Regions from separate parts of the Mus musculus genome. Here regions 1 and 2 are each linked to region 3. A link is a contact called in public Hi-C and HiChIP or PLAC-seq data. All regions are on one chromosome and are shown on one strand. Each heading gives the region's core, a stretch centred on a gene start, on an enhancer-like site or on the middle of the called end of the contact. The rest is flanking DNA. Distances are from core to core; before and after follow the strand shown. Region 1 has its middle 39 kb from the start of Mdm1. Region 2 overlaps Gm32663 (a long non-coding RNA gene). Region 3 has its middle 4.0 kb from the start of Gm32605.

The links. Hi-C and Micro-C count contacts between places; a contact is called where the count stands out from the background. HiChIP or PLAC-seq counts read pairs in DNA pulled down with a chosen protein or histone mark.
Region 1: a contact with region 3 is called in an H3K27ac HiChIP or PLAC-seq map of acute myeloid leukemia, with 5 times the contacts expected there. The contact joins two enhancer-like sites. A contact is called at or near these places in 1 of 15 datasets of contacts at CTCF or cohesin (the NIH/3T3 cell line), 9 of 484 Hi-C or Micro-C datasets (CD8 T cells, the N1E-115 cell line, bone marrow and 6 more), 9 of 115 datasets of contacts at active chromatin or transcription factors (CD8 T cells, Th17 cells, acute myeloid leukemia and 6 more) and 1 of 9 other capture datasets (embryonic stem cells).
Region 2: a contact with region 3 is called in a Hi-C map of bone marrow-derived macrophages, with 26 read pairs. The contact joins two enhancer-like sites. A contact is called at or near these places in 3 of 484 Hi-C or Micro-C datasets (LSK cells, bone marrow-derived macrophages and nephron progenitors), 5 of 115 datasets of contacts at active chromatin or transcription factors (CD4 T cells, DN3 thymocytes, the HPC-7 cell line and 2 more) and 1 of 9 other capture datasets (embryonic stem cells).

Annotation. Positions count from the first base shown.
Region 1 is chr10:118,101,868-118,104,582 of GRCm38.p6, forward strand. No RefSeq gene overlaps it. Among named protein-coding and RNA genes, the nearest start is that of Mdm1, 39 kb to the right of the region's middle. Within about 2 kb of position 1,379, at least 340 of the 459 cell types and tissues checked have an H3K27ac peak or open chromatin away from gene starts, as enhancers often do. A contact at or near this core is called in the N1E-115 cell line, Th17 cells, acute myeloid leukemia and 3 more, where this site is marked.
Region 2 is chr10:118,048,996-118,051,921 of GRCm38.p6, forward strand. The region is part of intron 1 of Gm32663 (a long non-coding RNA gene); the gene reads left to right. Among named protein-coding and RNA genes, the nearest start is that of Gm32663, 37 kb to the left of the region's middle. Within about 2 kb of position 1,411, at least 96 of the 459 cell types and tissues checked have an H3K27ac peak or open chromatin away from gene starts, as enhancers often do. A contact at or near this core is called in bone marrow-derived macrophages, where this site is marked.
Region 3 is chr10:117,871,289-117,874,001 of GRCm38.p6, forward strand. No RefSeq gene overlaps it. Among named protein-coding and RNA genes, the nearest start is that of Gm32605, 4.0 kb to the right of the region's middle. Within about 2 kb of position 1,418, at least 18 of the 459 cell types and tissues checked have an H3K27ac peak or open chromatin away from gene starts, as enhancers often do. A contact at or near this core is called in the N1E-115 cell line, Th17 cells, acute myeloid leukemia and 3 more, where this site is marked.

The sequences.
Region 1 (2,715 bases), core at 129-2,628, 230 kb after region 3:
TGAAATGGTAGCCCCTTTACTGAGGTTGGGTGTGATGAGGAAGAAGCAGGGGTGTGGTGTTTGTGCGTGTTGGGGCAGGGGAGGTAGAGGAAGTTAGATTCTGTTATGAGAGGCTAAGTAAAGGTATCATACCGGGGTGAGCATTTCTAGGAGATACTTGGATATACACTAAAGGCCTGGGGGAGGAGAATGGAGACAGATATTTTATCAAAGGACCATCAGCACAGTAAAGCCACACAGGAGATGAGGTAAATGTAGTGAGTTAAGGGTGGACGAGGAGATGCCTCAAGGACAGAGACTATTTGAGGAGAGGAAGTTACAGCCTGGGAACCAAGAGTAGCCAGGAGCCAGGCTGAGACCCAAGGACAGTGCTCGAAGTAGCAGACAAGAGAAGAGTGTCCCCCTCCCATGAGAAAGGAAGTGCTTCCCCCTATCTTTGTACACATATACACATAGTATATTTTATGTATGCACACATACATATTTTATGTGAGGATATATAGATATATCCTCACATAAATATATATATTAATATTACAGATGATGCAACGGGCCTTACCAGGAATACTGTTTTTGGGGGTGGGTACTGAGAATCAAAGCTAGAGCCTTGCACATGGTAGACGAGTGATCTATTATTGAGCTATCTCCTAAATTTTTATTCTGAGGCAGTGTCTCTGCTGTTCAGCTAGTCTTGGGCTCATGCAGTAGCCCAAGTCTGGCTCTTTTGAAAAAAATGTCCTTCTGAGATACTATTCTGAATGACAACCAAGTATTCATTCTCTCTCTCTCTCTCTCTCTCTCTCTCTCTCAGTGTTTTCGAGACAGGGTTTCTCTGTATAGCCCTGGCCGTCCTGGAACTCACTTTGTAGACCAGGCTAGCCTTGAACTCAGAAATCTACCTGCCTCTACCTCCCGAGTGCTGGTATTAAAGGCGTGTGCCACCACAAGTATTCTATCTTTATAAATGACCATGAGAACAACATTCTATAGACACACCTGGTGTTTCTTCAGGCTAAATTCCCCAAGTGTAGACAAGACAACCTTTAAGGCTTTTGATACATGCTTTTAAATTGCCTCAGAAGGAGAAGTTTCTGGCAGGATGGTACCCCCCCCCCCGCACCCCGCACCACCCCCCCCCCCCCCCCCCGCCAGCAATCAGTTGAAACCATGTATCTGGTTTTATCTGGTTGTCACTATCACCATTCAAAATTGTGCGGGGGTTGGGGGGAGGATATGCCGTCTCGTTTCTACTTTATTTCCACTTGCATGACTTGATTACATTATGGAACCATGTCAGTCGTCTGTGTAAGCAGGGGGGTTGCTGAGGAGGGAGAAAGGCATGGTCTGAGCCAGTCTCCAGGGTGAGGGGTGGAGCAGATCTTTGTCAGCCCACACGCTGAGGTTCCCACAGCTCAAAGCTTCCTCCCTCTCGGTCGGCTTCCTGCGCCGCCCAGCCTAAGAAAGGGCGTGGTCACAGAGAAGCGGAGCATCTCTCCTCCGCCAGCCAGGCGCTCTGCTCACTTGCTAGGGGTGGAGGCTGTGTTGCCTTGTGAACCGCTGTCCACATTGCCCAATAGAACAACAAACACGGGCCAGGGCACAGGGGCGGCAGGCCCTGCATCCTGCGTCCTTTCCTCACAGGGCGGAGTCATTTCAGCTCCTGAGATTCCTTCATACAGCCTTGCTGGGCGTGAGCCCAGCAGAAGGGGAAAGACTGTTGTGAAATTGTGGGAGGACACAGCATCTCTGTTGGTGACAAGGGACAATTGCATCATGCTGTTAGGCTGCGATGTGGAAATCACAGATGCCCAGGAGATAGGAATCTTAAGAATGTGTGGGACATACAGATAGATGCCCCCCAAATGGGGACTGTGACCGTCTTTTATGAGCTATTTCTTATTTCACAACTTATTTCATAACCATCAGTTGGAACAACAACAACAACGACAAAAACCTTAAAAATGCAATTCAAGAGTTGTCTAAACAGCACACACGTCTGAGACGGGTTCTGTGAGAACCAAGAATGATTCTCGAGAAGAAAAGACCCTCAGACGACCCAGGTTCCAAATCCAAAGGAAAGCATTCTGTGAGGAGTGAAACGAAAATGGAAAAAGTTCAGTAGAGAACACGCTGTTGTCCAGTTTTTCGTTTGTTCGTTCATTTTGTTTTTCTGATAAGGTCTTGTGCCCTAGCACTGACTGTCCTGGAACTCACTACGCAGATGAGGCTGGCCTTGAATTCTGCCTCTTCCTGCTCTGCTGGGATTAAAGGCATAACACCACCAGGCCTGGTGCTTTTTAAATCATAAAGCAATGTACTGTTGTTATAAATGTGTCCCATTTAGCGGACTGAAAACGCTGAGTCACGGGAAGTAAAAGTTAGCTTCCTCCCGTCCTGTCAGGTCACTACCACCCTCCAATAACTTGGTGTCTATTTTCTAGAGACTTTATAATGCAACTTAAAATATTTATAATTATAATGTATGTACATTATAAGTTATTATATGTGTGATGTAGGTAATTATAGCATTTACGATGTTAGAGCATAGATGGTATTCATTAATCAAAGTATACTTTTGCTTTGATTATTTTTTCCATTAATTATTGTGTTTGTGAGAAAGAGAGTGGGTGTCACAGACCCTGTGTGGTGATCAGAAGACAACTTGTAGGAGTCACTTCTCTCCTACCATACACGGTGCTCCAGCTATCTAACTCC
Region 2 (2,926 bases), core at 161-2,660, 180 kb after region 3:
GCAGCTGGCTGGCCAGTATCTCCTAGTGGATGAATCGATTGTTCCTAGGGTGCCGGGGAGACTTTCCCAACCCAATCAGGTCCGCTGCTATGCAGCTCTCTGAAAAGTAGGCAGCACATTTAGCAGAGCCAAGAGAGAAGTCTCAGATCCTTCATGACAACCGCGGGCTGCAGGATTAATCAAACCTGGAGTTTTTGGACCTCCGATTTTCTTGTTTTTAATAAACACACTTACGGTTGAAAGTGGGTGGAGTTGGTGTGTGATGAATCGGGACTTGATTTTGCTGACACAGGTATCTGTGAGTTCCCACGTAGGAGAGGGAGGGAGATCTATACTAGGACCGGATGGAACAATGGCAAATGGAAATATTCAGTTGGTGCTCAGGAAGAGAAGAGTGACCATAGAGGAGCCTGGAGTACCATCCGGGTTGGAAAAGAACTCTGTCCTGTCTCCGAGAGGAACAGGATGCTGGCAGGGCTGCTGGTGCCCTTGCCAAGGAGGCTGAAGTTCAGGGCAGTGTTCCAGGAGGAACAGGCGCCCGAACGTGGGTCAGGAAGCCAAGGCATGGGGAAGATTGCTCTGCCAGGTTTTGGGACTGCGCTGCCAGGGTCCAGCGCAAAAGTTATATATAGAGAGGCCAGTCGGAGAAAAAGGAAGCACACAGAGAGCCGATAGACTGTAGAGGACTGGACTAGGTGGTGAACAAGGGTAAGGCTCCCAGGATCCTACAAGGCAGGAGCAGAATTGGTTCAGATGAGACAGAATGCTGGTGGCTTTCCGAAACCGCCACAGATCGGGCTGAGAAATGCAGGAAACATTCTTTTTGCAAACAGTCTTGGCCCATTTTCTTGGTATTGTTATAGAACTGCTTAGTTTTCTTCCTAAACCCTTAAAAGAAGTATCGTGGGGCTGGAGAGATGGCTCAGCAGTTAAGAGCACTAACTACTCTTCCAAAGGTCCTGAGTTCAAATCCCAGCAACCACGTGGTGGCTCACAACCATCCGTAATGAGATCTGACGCCCTCTTCTGGTGCGTCTGAAGACAGCTACAGTGTACTTACATGTAATAATAAACAAATGTTAACAACAACAACAACAACAATAACAACAGAAGTATCATCCCTCCCACCACTGCCTCTGTATTGCGTTTGATATGTGATCCTCTGAAAAGGGCTCCCTCCTCCCTCATTCGAGAAAGGTTCCAAGGTTACTTGCTTATCTGCTGCCGGCAATTTGGGTCCTGTGTGGCACACCCCTTGCTTGCAGTGTGATTTCCATTAGTCATTTCCCCCCTTCTTTCTTTTCTTTGCTCATTCAGTTACCAAGTCATCTGCAGGCTGATTCTTTGGACTCTTATAATTGGATGGTCTGAGGAGGTAGCTTCAGAATAAGGAAATCTGTTGTGGTCACTGCATTCTTTGGAGACCTCAGAGCATCAATTTCTCTCTGATTCAGCCAGGAAGTCTGTCTTCCTTTGGACTGTGGTGGCTGATGTCATGAGAGATGATTTTTGTCTAGTCAGCGGGCTGAGCTCTGTGGCAGCATTAGTACCAGAACGTAGTGATGGTGTCGAATGAAAGAAGAAACCATGAAGGGTGTGGTTCCTCCTTGGCTGTGCCCCATTCCTCATTTCTAATAAGGTTCAGCTTCTTTCACCTCAATTCAGTGTGATGCTTCAGAAAGTGAGCAGAGGATACGGTTTCCTGCAATGCAGGAAGCTACATAGGGGCTGGAGAGATGGCTCAGCAGTTCAGTATTTGCCTGCTCTTGCAGAGGTCCAGCATCCACATCAGTGGGCTTACAACCTCCTGTACTTCAATTGCAGGGGATCTGACAACCTCTTCTGGCTTCTGTGGACACTTGCAGGCATCCACATAAACATACCAACACACACACACACACACACACACACACACACACACACACACACACACACACACACAGAGAGAGAGAGAGAGAGAGAGAGAGAGAGAGAGAGAGAACACCTTTTTTTAAAGTACCATTACAAAGTCATAAATTAAATATGAAGTCGGAAAACATTTGCAGTTTAGTGAACAAGGTCTCATCTTCTTTATGTATAGAACTTTCTCATAAGTTAATAGGAAAAAGGCCACAAGTCCAATGCGAAAAATGTGTAAAATAAAATAAAATCCACAGAAAAGAGGATGTCCTTGTTAAACACATTAAGAGATAGCTAGCTTTATACGGCTGTAGTTAGGAATCAAATTGCTCCAGATAGTCATTTTTACTGTTGCAGGGTAGCAGTTCTCAACCTTCCTGATGCTGTGACCCTTTAATACGGTTCCTCAGGTTGTAGTGACCCCAGCCATAAAATTATTTCTGTTGCTGTTTCATAATTGTAATTTTGCCACTTTTATGAATTGTGGTATAGATCTCATAGTGTAAATATTCTGGTGTCTAGGGTGAACCCTGTGAAAGGGTCATTTGACTCCCAAAGAGTTGGGACCCTGAAGTCGGGCACCACTGTTGCATGGTGAGAAGGAAGTCAAATGTGAACAGATATGAGGAGATTGGTGTTCTCAGACATTACCAGTGGGGTAATAAACTTGTATAACTTCACGAACAGTTATTTGGAATCAGCCTTTAAAATTGTGTATATCTTGAATACTTCACCTCATGAACGCCATTGTCAGAATTTATTCTATAGACTTATTTATCTAGAGTGATTGAAATGCTCACAGTGTTACAGTAAGAGCAGAAGATTTGAAACAATGCAAATATTTGTCAACAGGGAAGTAGTTAAGTAAATTATGGGCATCCTATACAATGAAATATGCTGTCGCCATAAAATGGCAATACTCTTTATGAATACACGTCAAAAGATTACCAAGATATTTTATTTAAAAAAAAACAGGGTAATTTTAAAAATTAGGTAACAAAATTAAAGAATGTATTTGTTTCTCTAT
Region 3 (2,713 bases), core at 168-2,667:
CTGAGGCAGGAGGATCATGAGTTGATGGTCAGCTGGATCGCACAACAACATAACCCGCAAGCGTAAATTAAAGATACAGGCTGTGTCCCTTACCAGAATATCTATTCTATTCCTGGCTTTCTTTGTTCCCCTGAGGTACTTGGAACAGAACCCAGGAGCTCACACCTGCTAGGCAAATGCTCTATTGCTGCCTTATAAACTTATCTATTTCTTAAATCATTTACTTATAATTAGGTAATTAATTATTACAACATATATGTTATATATAACTATTATTTATTCTTTTCTAATACTCACAAATATATACAACAAAATTTCCAGACCAGTGGTTCACAACCTTCCTAATGCTGTGACCCTTTAATATAGTCCCTCATATTGTGGTGACCCCCTATACTATAAAATTATTTTGGTTGCTACTTCATAACGGTAATTTTGCTGCTGTTATGAACTGTAATGTAAATATCTGATGTTCATGATATCTGATGTGTGGCCCCTGTGAAAGGGGTCTCCACACGCCGGTTGAGAATCGCCATTCTGGACCATGAAGAATCGCTGTAAGAGAAGACACCGATTAGCAAGGGAATCTCTGCCTATGTCTGTTTTATCCCTTAAACACTGAACAAACTACCATGTCTGAGATGCGTGGTGAGTCTTAAGCTACCCGAAGCCACACTGATAGCAAATGAAGTCAAGTGGCTCACTGCTAGTTCATTCAAATTGCTTTCAAAATGGAAACGTTGAGCACAGGGGTTGGGCTGCTTGGCAGGATGAAATTTGTAAATTTGAAGCCAGTTTGGGTTATGCATCAAGTTCAAGGCCTTCCTGGATTGTATAGCAAGATTGTGCCTCAAACAAACAAACAAACAAACAAAAAACCCAAACTGACAAAATAAATAATTTAAACCAAAGCCAAACAAGATTTAAACAACATAGCCTATTGTGAATGTATCATTTCTACTGCATTATTAATATTTTTTTAACTTCATGGAAAAAAATTTGGAGACAAAAATCTCAGGTAGCCCAGGCTAGCCTCCAACAAGCTATTTAGTTAGAGATAACTTTGAACTGTTGATCCTCCTGTCTCTCCCTCTGAGTGTTGGGATTGCGAGACTACATCACTTTGCTAGCCTGGTTTTGAAGCAGTACTGGGGATCAAAGTCAGGGCTTCCTGCATCTAAGCAAGTATTCTCCAGCTCAGGTCTTCATTTTAAAGACAATCTAGTTCGAAGGAAAAAGAAGTGACTCAAATCTAAGAGAGCATTATATAGACTCGGTGCGGGAGGCGAGTGGGGGTGGGTGGGTAGCGGAAGCAGTCAGGGTCATATGATCAGCAATGGCGTCATTACAGAGTCTGTCCAGCACATTGCTTTCGCCCTGTGTTCTTCTCCAGCCGGTAGATCTGATAACCGTCCCTTCCCCAGGCTTGCCTGGAAAGGCAAGCTTGCTCTGGAGCTGGGTAATCTCATTTGTGGGAGTGCAACTTCCACTCTGGGGACAGCTCACCAAAGCAGCAAAGAGTTTACTTAATTTGTCCTAAACCACGTAGTCATTTCAATAGAAGCCTGAAACTAAGCCCAGAACTGGCAATTCTTTCAGGGGACAGCCCTGCCTCACCATGTACGCCATTTCGTCATACTGCTTGTCTGGTTTTCCACATCCACAAACTTGCAGACTCTCTATTTTCTACTTTGGCGGCAACACATTTTATTTCCAGTAAAGCCACTCATTTCCCGTTGTCATTTGTAGAAGGAGACCAGTTTATTCTTTCATCCTAAGAACTGAGATTTGATACCTACAAAAAATGTGTGAACGGTTCTTCTTCCCTCCACAAGATGTTTCCTTTCTTTTTTATCCATCCCCCTCCCCGACCTGTTGGAGGCAGAGTCTCTCTGTAGCTCAGGCTGGTCTTGAACTTAAAATCTTTCTATTTCAGTCTTCTGAGGGCTGGGATTATAGGCACGTGCCATCAATTAATTATGGGCTGAGGCAATTAATGTTTCTAACAGCAGCAGTTTTTTAGAAATTTGATGTTAGTGGCTCTAACCCTTTGCTATAGTGGGAAGCCTTTTTTTTTTCCTCTTCCCCTTTTGATGATTCATTCTCTGTGTCTGTCTCTGCCTCTCTCTCACCCTTCCTCTCCTTTCTTCGTTCTTTCTTCTCTTCTCTTCTCATCCTTTCCCTTCCTTTCATTCGTGAGATTAACATCTTACGATAAAAATCAAATGACAGAGATGGAAACTCAGCCAGGGTCTTAAAACGCCTAAACACTTTCCCCCAAAAACCATGACCAACCTGGATTCAGAGTACTCTCACGTTCCACAGTCGAGGTCACAGACAATTATTTGATACTGAAGATAAAGGTATAGCCTAGTTACCAAATGTCAAAGGGACACGTGGGTAGGTGAGAGGCACGCCGCCCCCTCCCAACCCCCCCCCCCCCCCCATAGCTCACTTGACAAACGGTTAGCAATTTTGGTGGCAAATACTCAAGGGCATGCTATTTAAAACAGACCTTCTTTAAAGCTCCTTGGTGTGAAGTGGGTCATTGTTCACTTCCCCGTGTTCCGAGACAGCCTTCTGAACAAAATTTATGACTTTAGAAGTTGAAAATTAAGTTCACCCCGGCAAGTAACGGTGTCGGCCATTACTCCATCTTATTACGAATCTCTTAAAGCATTTATAGAGGTGAAGGGAATATGCCTTTATAGAGTTT